Linked DNA regions of Sus scrofa: regions 1 and 3 are each linked to region 2. A link is a contact called in public HiChIP or PLAC-seq data. All regions are on one chromosome and are shown on one strand. Each heading gives the region's core, a stretch centred on a gene start, on an enhancer-like site or on the middle of the called end of the contact. The rest is flanking DNA. Distances are from core to core; before and after follow the strand shown.

Region 1 (3,009 bases), core at 294-2,793, 81 kb after region 2:
CACTCACTAGGAACAGGACTATAACAAGCCTCTTGAATCAATGGGTTTCAGAATCTCATTATCTTCAGCAGTACCACGGCACAAAGTCTGGTCATAGGCTAGATAATATTGCTGAAATAAAACTAAATCAGCTGCAAATAATACTATTTTGAAGATATATTCCTTCCTTCTTTCTTTTTTTTTTTTGAACGGCTGCACCCGCAGCAAATGGAGGTTCCCAGGCTAGGGGTCGAATCAGAGCTGCAGCTGCTGGCCTACACCACAGCCACAGCAACACCAGGTCCCAGCCACATCTGTGACCTATGCCGAAGCTTATGGCAACGTCACATCCTTAACCCACCGAGTAAGGCCAGGGATCAAACCTGAGTCCTCATGGACACTACTTGGGTTTGTAACCTACTGAACCACAATGGGAACCCCTAGATTCCTTCTTTTCAAACATACAATTTAGTCAAATACTCTAAATTTCAAATCTACCGGTGGTTTGGTTTGGTAAATTATAAGTATTAACTCCACAATATAAACTTGTTTATGGTTCTTTATGAATTTATTACAGGGGCCACATATAAACATGTAAAAGATTTAATACTTTATTCAATATTTTCTTTTTGATCACTCTGAGGTCAAGGTGGCATTTCCAAATCACAAGTAATCTCTGAAAGACAGTGTGAAATTCACTTGTCACTTTTAATTTGAAGGTTTAAGGTGTAGGTAACCTTCAATTCACTATAGATTTGAAACAATCCCTATTGAAATCCTAGCTGGATTTTTTTTGGTAAACATTTACAAGCCAGCCCTAACATTCATGGGGAAATGCGTGGGACTCAGAGCAGCCAAAACAATCTTGAAAAAGAAAAGGTGGGAAGACTCACGCTTCCTATTTCAAAGCTCACTGCAAAGCCACAGTAATCACGGCAACGTGGTGCTGGCATCAGGGAAAATTTTAGAACAAAGGAACAGGGCCAAGAGTCTGAAATTAAACCCTCACATGTGTGGCCAACTGATCTTCAATGAAGGTGCCACAACATCTAATTGGGCAAAGAATAGTCTTTTCAGCTGTGTTGGGACAACTGATTTTGTATGATACTGACGTACAAAGAAAGAAGTTGAATTCCTTTCTTACCAAGATACACAGGAAATAACCACACACGGATCATAGAACTAAATGAACTAAAGCCAGAAAACTCTTAGAAGAACATACACGAGTAGGTCTATGTGACCCTGAGTTAGGCAAAGACAATGTTGGCGAAAATGTGGAGAAACTAGACCCTTGTCCCTGGCGGGCAGGAATGTGAAATGGTGCGGCCACTTTGGCAAACAGCTTGGCAGGTCCTCAAAATGCTAAACTCAGAGCCACCATCTGACCCACAAGTTTCACCCCTAGATACACACCCGAGACGGAAAAAAGTGCATCCGCACAGAAACTTGTACATAAGTGTTCACAGCACCATGACTCATCAAAACCAAAAAGTGGAAACAACTCATCCATGGACAGATGAATGGATAAACAAATGCAGTCATCCACACAATGGGATATAAACCAGCCTCAAGAGGAAGGAAACTCTGACACAGCTTCTCAGATGAGCCTTGATGACACAGTGCTTGTGAAAGAAGCCAGGAACAAAACCACCGACTGCATGGTTCCGTTTACACTGAATGTCCAGATTGGACAAATCTATACAGTGAAATTAGCCTAGGGCTGGGGATCTAGGGAGAGGCTATTTTTTAGTATGTATATGTGTTCTCCAATGTCATCTTTAAAAAACATAGAACAATGAGCTTGATTTCAGGAGCCAATCCATCCAATTTCAGATGTGTCTGTAGAGCAGTGGAGAGTTTTTAATGCTAATAATGGAACCATCAATTTATCTTTGTGGATTTGGTGACTGTGGTTCACTTGAAACCAAAATTGTACAAATGCAACTGTTATGACTCAGGCAGTCCACTGGGAAAGACAGACAGCTCTAACACTGATTTCCACCAAATGAAACAAAAGAATAAAATGACATTAATGTTTTTCCATGTTAAGTTATTAAAATAATGCTGCTCTGATGCATCAGACCAAGAGAAGGAAGCCTAAGATTTTTCCAAGATGCTATTTTGTTTGTTTGTTTTTTGCTTTTTAAAGCCACACCCATAGCATATGGAAGTTTCCAGGCTAGGGGTCGAATCAGAGATGCAACTGCCGGCCTACACCACAGCCACAGCAACACTGGATCCGAGCCACATCTGTGACCTATACCACAGCTCAAGGCAATGTCAGATCCTTGATCCACTGAGTGAGGCCAGGGACCGAATCTGCACCCTCATGGATAGTATTTGGGTTTGTTCACTCTGAGCCACAAAGGGAACTCTGATGCTGACTGTTTTTGGCCTCACCCATAGCATACGGAAGTTCCTGGGCCAGGGATCAAACCTGTGCCATGGCAGTGACAATGCCAATCCTTAACCCACTGCACCACCAGGGAACTCCCTGAAACTGTGTGCTAAGGCAGGCATACATCTAGAAAGTGTAGGCCACATCTCACACTGTGATATTTAATAGCAATGAGGATATTCTGGTCCCTGGTTTAAGTAAAAAAAAAAACAAAGGAGGAATCAAAACTCAGGGAAGGATGATGTGTTGACACCTTGGGACTGAAGTCTCATTCCCCACCACCCCCGCGCCCCCCAAATCCTGATGATGGGGGATGGGAGGACAGAGCAGGCGGATAAATTCCATCCTCTCTCCCGGGCCCCATCCGAGCTGCGGCTCCTGAGAACATCCTTCCAGAGGTCCTGCTAATTGACTTCGGCCCCTCTGAAGCTCAACCTGAGCGGAAACCAGCAGGACAACCCCTGCAAAGAGGGCAGGACAGAAACCTACAGAGCCTGCACCAGCTCCAACCTCCAACGTGGGCTCCTTCCCTCTCCAAAGCCTTCTGGGAGCTGCAGAACAATGGCGCAAGGCTTGAAAATGGTAAGCTTTTAACTCTGGATTCAACAATCAACTGGAGGAGTTCCCACTGT
Region 2 (2,936 bases), core at 40-2,539:
GTTACTAATAGTCTCTTACTATGAAAACATTACAACTGTGAAAGTGTCAAACTCTAGGAATATTTCCTGAACTAAAACTCATGTTAAAGGCGTCTAAGCTCCTAGCGGCAATACACACAGGTTATCCAGGAGAAGAAACTTCCTCTGTAAACTCCGCCTGCCAAAAAATCAAAGCAAAATACTTAAATTCTCGAAAGAACACATACCACACACTAAACTCCTCCATCCTAAGTTAACAGTTATTTGAGTTGGGTCATTTCATGATTCCCCAAAGGTGTGTTTTCTTTATCAGCGAAAACCATGTAAAATCAGGCTGCACACACAAACTTGCCACAATAAAATGTACTTTATTCCTCTCAAAATACTTCGTGGGGTTGTCTTAAGATCAATTCCTTACCTAACAAGCAGCTCCCTGACATTTCCATTCAAAGAAATTTGAAGACACTGAAGAGCTTGCAAAATAAGGCAGTTACACAACACGGCTGTCAAAACCCCAGAACGCAACACTTTAGAATTCCTGACTACCCCAAACGTCTCCCAAGGAAAACCACCTAATGGCTGTTCTCCAGGACGCAACCCTGCAGGGCAGTAAGGCTGCTCTTTCAAGCCCTGGAACGGCCACACCTGCATGATCCCTGCGCTAGTCCTCGGTGCGGGAACTCAAGTCCCAGATACACTGTCCCGCAGGCGGGGTTCGCTTCCCGGGGGAACCGCTCAGAGCCGCCCCCTCCAGCCCGCCCGCGCCCCGCCCCGCCCCGCCGCGCCCCGCCCCGCCCCGCCCGACCCAGCTCGGCCGGGCCCAGCGCCACCGCCGCACCGAGGCGCCCGCGGGCCGCAAGATGGCGGCGGCCTCGCCGGGCGGGGGGCGGGGGCGCGCGCACCCGCGCGGGAGGGGCCGTGGCGGCGGGGGAGGGGGAAGGGGCCCCGGGCGCGGCCGCCACCCTGCCCGCCCGCCTGCCCGCCAGCCCACCTTTGAATTTGAGGTCTGTGGGCGGGTCGAGGACCAGGATCTGCTCGTGCTTCGCCATGGCCCCGGAGGCGGACGCCATCGGAGAGACAGCGGAGAGCGGGGGCGCGCCCGCGGCGGCCGGTCGGTGGCTGCGGGCGGGGGGCGGCGGCGCGGCTCGGCCCGGGTCGACGCGGGGCCAGCGCTCGGCTCCCGAACCCGACGCCCACCGCTGTGTCGCCGGCTCGGAGGGCCGCCCGCCGGTCCGCAGCTCCGGGTCTCACAACTGACTCAACCCCACACCAGCCGCCGCGGCCGCGCGCACTGCGATCCTCGGCGCCCCACGTGACGCTCCTGCGTGCTTACGTGCGCGCCCCTGCGGCCGGGAACGTCTCGCGCAGGGCCTGCCCTCCACGCCGGCTTGGCGCGCCGCGGACTGCTGCGCTTGCGCGCCACTGGCCGGGCCAAGCTGGACGCCCGGCCCGGCTGTCAAGGGAGCGGGTGTGGACCTGGGCGGAGCTCGGCTCCAGGGCACCGATGCGGCGCGCACCGCAGGGCAGCAGAGCGCAATCCTCGGTCACGTTTAACTGCGATTACGACAGCGAGGAACCTGCTACTGCAGTGCATCACTACCTACCAAGTTGGAATGCCTAACAGCAGAAGGCGCAGCAAGGCTCGTTGACTACAACTCCCAGCACGCTCCGCGCGGGGCAAGTCTCCGCGCGGCCTGGTCCCCCTGCGGCGCTGTACAGTGCTTGCCGGGAATTGTAGTAGCTGCTGTGGGTGGCGGGAAGGAGAGGGGTCCTTTAAAGGCAAAGGGGATGGGGTGCGCTAAGACTCACTTTGGTTCTCGGAGAGCGTCTCCATCTGCGCTAAAAAAAGAGAAGTAAGAACTTTTGGAGCTCGACCCAAGGTTCACCTGGTTAGAAATATAAACTATGCCTTATGAAAAACATGTGGGGATCTATCATTTTGCTAATTCTCTTCATCCCTTCCTCGGTAGCCAGAATTCCCAGTCGTTTTCCAGTCCGAACTCTCCTGCCTCCTCAATTCTCTCCAGTGATGCGAAAGCCGAGGAAGAAACACACCTCCTTTAAAAAGCAGACGCGTCGTTGTGGATCTGACGAGGCACACGTATCAAACTGGAAATAAAAGTCAAAATCTGCAGCGTTCGTTGCTGTAGTTCTGTTCTTCAGTTTTGACTGGTAATGATAAGCCCAAACCAAAACAGTGGTCACGTTCACAGGTTGGAAACGAATTCTGTCTGCATCATTACGGAAGACTGGTAAACCGAACCAAAGGGGGAAAAAACCCACAGCCAAGTTGCTGACCCATCTTTAACCGATTGCCAGCGTAATCATGGGCAGGAACATGAAATGTGCCATAAGTAAATCGTTATGCTACTGCGAATTTAAATCCCTAGGAAGCACCACAGAACAAAGGACAAATTGATGCTGCCATGAAGGAGCAGCCCAGTCTGTCTAGAAAGCAAATGAGGCAAATGGGACGATGGCCTAGGCTAGGCACAGTGTTAATGTTTTCACTGCGGTCCAGGTATCAGCGCCCCTCTAGGAAGAGCTTTGCAGAACAGCTAACCTAGCATCACACTAGCCTCTGTTACAGGAGGGTAATGCATCTCCGAAACTTTGGAGGATAGAAGCACTGAAATATTCAAAAATCATGTGTAAATTTACATCTCCTTTGGTTACCTTTTATCCACAAAGTTACTTTGAAATTTCAATTATAAAGAATACAAAAATTACCCGTTTATCAAAGGAGGGCTTAAGGTTAAAAAAACAAACAACAAAAAGAGACATTGAAATTGACAGTAGCTCCACAAGATATTGTCCCTCATATGTTTAGTTTCGAGGTGTATCCAGATTGTTTTTTTTTCTTGCCTAAGAACTCTTATCTGTGGGAAAGTTAGCCTGGCTGGACTGGCTCCTCTACAGCCAGATGGACACTTCTCTTCCCAGCAAGCATTTGGGAA
Region 3 (2,888 bases), core at 342-2,841, 110 kb after region 2:
AGGAGGAAAAGGACCATCCCGCGGGAAAATGAGGAGGTCCGAGGCAGGACATCCTGGGTGGATAAAGGAGTCGGTGGAGGACAAGGAGGGACTGGAGGACCAGGCCGCCCTCCACGGCTCCTTCACGTCCGGTGGACGTGACTCCATCCGCTTCCTAAGATGGTAAGGCCGTCGCAGCCCCTCGCCCAGCCTCCCGGTTTTGCAAGAGAGGAAGCTGCCAGGCGTCCTGCTGGCTAGAGAGGCAGAATCTAATTTTTGAAATTTTTAGACATCCTTAAAGGCTCTTACCAGATTCAACTTGCCAAATGTAAATTTCACCTTAAAAAAAAAAAAAAAGTCTATTTCTAGGACCCGCAAGGGGTACTTCTTTTACTACCACTTTCCAGCCTGACCTTCCACAGGGGAGTCACATGTCCTAAAAACACATTTGCCAGGTTCTGCCCCAAATGAAAGGAGGCATATTTCCAACTAGCAGGGAGGTGTGAGGAGAAAACCACCTCTGACCCCACCAACCAGGGGTCAGACCCGTGTAATCCTCTGGGGTGTCGGTCAGCGTTTCCTGTCTTGCCATTTGTGAGGCTGACACCAGGGCTGTGCTGGGGCCAAGCTCCTTCCAGGGAAATGGCTCCCTCTGACGTTCCTCCCCAGAGGTTACTGCTATTTGGGGCGAACAATACCATTCTCCGAGGAGCACCGCTTACTCCACACACTGCTCTGTGAACAGTCACGGTTACTGATCACACGTTAATCTGGAATAACGGAGTCACCAAGCCACAAACTTTCAGCTGCTGCCATGTGAATCGCTGGGCATCACTTAATTCACTCCTGGACTATAGCAGCAGACTGCAAGTGGGGGTTCCACTGCTCAAGAGAGAGAACGGTAGGAATTCTACCGGAAACGAATCCCACTGGGAACCATGAGGTTGGGTATTTGAACCCTGGCCTCGCTCAGTAGGTTAAGGATCTGGCATTGCCGTGAGTTGTGGTGTAGATCGCAGACACAGCTCCAATCCCCTGTTGCTGTGGCGGTGGTGTAGGCCAGCAGCTGTAGCTCCACTTGGACCCCTAGCCTGAGAACCTCCATATGCCACAGGTGTGTCCCTAAAAAAAAAAAAAAAGAGAGAGAGAGAGAATGGTAAACCCCAGGCAGCTATGTCCCTACCATGTGACCTGCACCAGGGGAAGACATCAGAGGTCATCTCAGGACATGGTACTGGAGGAACCTAACTGGGCTCATAAAACTAGGAGATACTAAGCACGTGCTATTTTAAACTGCTAAGGTTTTTCATTGAGCCATCATTGTCATTCAAAATTATATGAGTTTTAGGTGGACAGCACACTGATTTTAAGTCACCAGATTTGGGGGCAACTTGTTACCCAGCAGGGGGTAACAAATACAGATGAGTGAGCAACATCTATCAAGCACAAAGCTGAACCAATGTTATGTAATTCATGCGGCAAGCTGGTGAAGTGAGGCTACCCTGCTCCTTTTGAAGGGAGGAAATTCAAGCTGAGGACAAGTCAGAAATGTGAGAGGTCAGCCCTCCATGGATGATGAGGGCAAAGTTGTGCAAGACCCACACAGCCCCGCCCTGAGAGCAGCGATTCTGAACATTCCCCAGGAGCCCATGCGGGGGCGGGAAAGGACAGACACTGCGGGATTTAATGCCAAAGCCTGGTCAGAGTAAGGTAAGCAGCGAGGGTAAAGCTGCAGTCAACAGGTGAAGTGATGGTGGCCAGAGAGCTACAGGGAAGGCAACCATTCGATCTTGGGAAAAACCTCTGGGGCAGATGCCATGGCATCCATGACCAGAAAGCAGAGTGCAGCAGCCACAGTGCGAGTTTCCCATCCCCTCACAGACACTGCAGAGCTGCCTTGAGTAGTCAGCTCCACAGCCCATTCCTTAAAGTGCTTCTTCATCTCCTTGGAAACATTCTCCTGCATCAGGTACCCTTTCCCTACACGGTGAGTCACAGGGATCTGGCGCCAGCGGTGGGCTCTTTGGGGTCCTCCCCACTTCCCACTCTGAGCACCTGGCGCCCTTAGGAACAGGACACAGGTTCTCCCCTCTGGACCAATCATGGCCAGGATGCTGTGCTGCTTGATGGAGTGAGAAAGGAAGTGGGGAGGACGCAGTGCCTGGGTATTTCCTTCTCTCTGGCTTTAGACAATCCTAACCTACCTCTGAGGACTGTTCTAAAGCCCCACTCGTGAAGCCATCCTGGGTCTCAGGAAAGTCTCAGATGAGAGGCAACAGTGGTTCCACAGTTACTGCTCTGACACCGCGGCAAATGTGTCACTGGAACGCCGGTCTTTCTCACCAAGCTTGCCGCGTGCAGCCAGGGCTCCTGGGCAGACACAGTCCTGGTAGGACCCCCAGCCCATAGATCACTCATGCCATCTCACCCTCCTTAGGATGGTCTGGCACTGCCACACCTGCCCTGGCATTCAAGTGGGAGGTGCAGCCACAAATGCCAAGAGCCCTGGGACTCAGAGGGGAGACGCTGCCCTCCAGCCTCCCCTCATCCATCAGCCTGGACTTTGTCCCACGGGCAGTAGAACTGACCCACTAGGGATGCAAATTTAAGAAGCCTGGGAGGAAACCAAACACTGGAACAGAGGCACTGAGGAGGCTGTTCTCTTGCCGGCTGCATTTTTCTTGAGCACCCACTATGTCCTGGCATTTTCAGAGATGACGAGGGCCAGTCTGTTGGAGCTAAGACTCCACATCAAGAGCTCAGCTGTACATCCCAACTATGATGCGCTTGCCAGCTGGCACGATCAGACCCTCAGTCAGGTGAATGAACACTCTCTGCTTCGCTGACCCCAAGCCGAGATCCAGTGGGATGTAGACAGTTACCTGCTGATTCTTAATCAAGACAGTAGA

The links. HiChIP or PLAC-seq counts read pairs in DNA pulled down with a chosen protein or histone mark.
Region 1: a contact with region 2 is called in an H3K27ac HiChIP or PLAC-seq map of skeletal muscle. The contact joins the enhancer-like site here to the promoter of VAPA in region 2. A contact is called at or near these places in 1 of 5 promoter capture datasets (liver), 7 of 47 Hi-C or Micro-C datasets (embryonic fibroblasts, heart right ventricle, retroperitoneal adipose tissue and 2 more) and 2 of 2 datasets of contacts at active chromatin or transcription factors (alveolar macrophages and skeletal muscle).
Region 3: an H3K27ac HiChIP or PLAC-seq map of skeletal muscle shows a contact between it and region 2. The contact joins the enhancer-like site here to the promoter of VAPA in region 2. A contact is called at or near these places in 1 of 5 promoter capture datasets (liver), 6 of 47 Hi-C or Micro-C datasets (alveolar macrophages, epiblast stem cells, fetal skeletal muscle and 3 more) and 2 of 2 datasets of contacts at active chromatin or transcription factors (alveolar macrophages and skeletal muscle).

What each region holds. Positions count from the first base shown.
Region 1 is chr6:98,333,343-98,336,351 of Sscrofa11.1, forward strand. All of the region lies in intron 3 of RAB31 (ras-related protein Rab-31), which reads right to left. Among named protein-coding and RNA genes, the nearest start is that of RAB31, 51 kb to the right of the region's middle. Within about 2 kb of position 1,544, at least 12 of the 83 cell types and tissues checked have an H3K27ac peak or open chromatin away from gene starts, as enhancers often do. A contact at or near this core is called in alveolar macrophages, embryonic fibroblasts, retroperitoneal adipose tissue and 1 more, where this site is marked.
Region 2 is chr6:98,252,983-98,255,918 of Sscrofa11.1, forward strand. It overlaps VAPA (vesicle-associated membrane protein-associated protein A), which reads right to left and starts at 1,290. Exons shown (of 7, transcript XM_021096053.1): 1 at 971-1,290. The coding sequence starts at 1,049.
Region 3 is chr6:98,358,055-98,360,942 of Sscrofa11.1, forward strand. All of the region lies in intron 1 of RAB31 (ras-related protein Rab-31), which reads right to left. Among named protein-coding and RNA genes, the nearest start is that of RAB31, 26 kb to the right of the region's middle. Within about 2 kb of position 1,592, at least 17 of the 83 cell types and tissues checked have an H3K27ac peak or open chromatin away from gene starts, as enhancers often do. A contact at or near this core is called in alveolar macrophages, retroperitoneal adipose tissue and skeletal muscle, where this site is marked.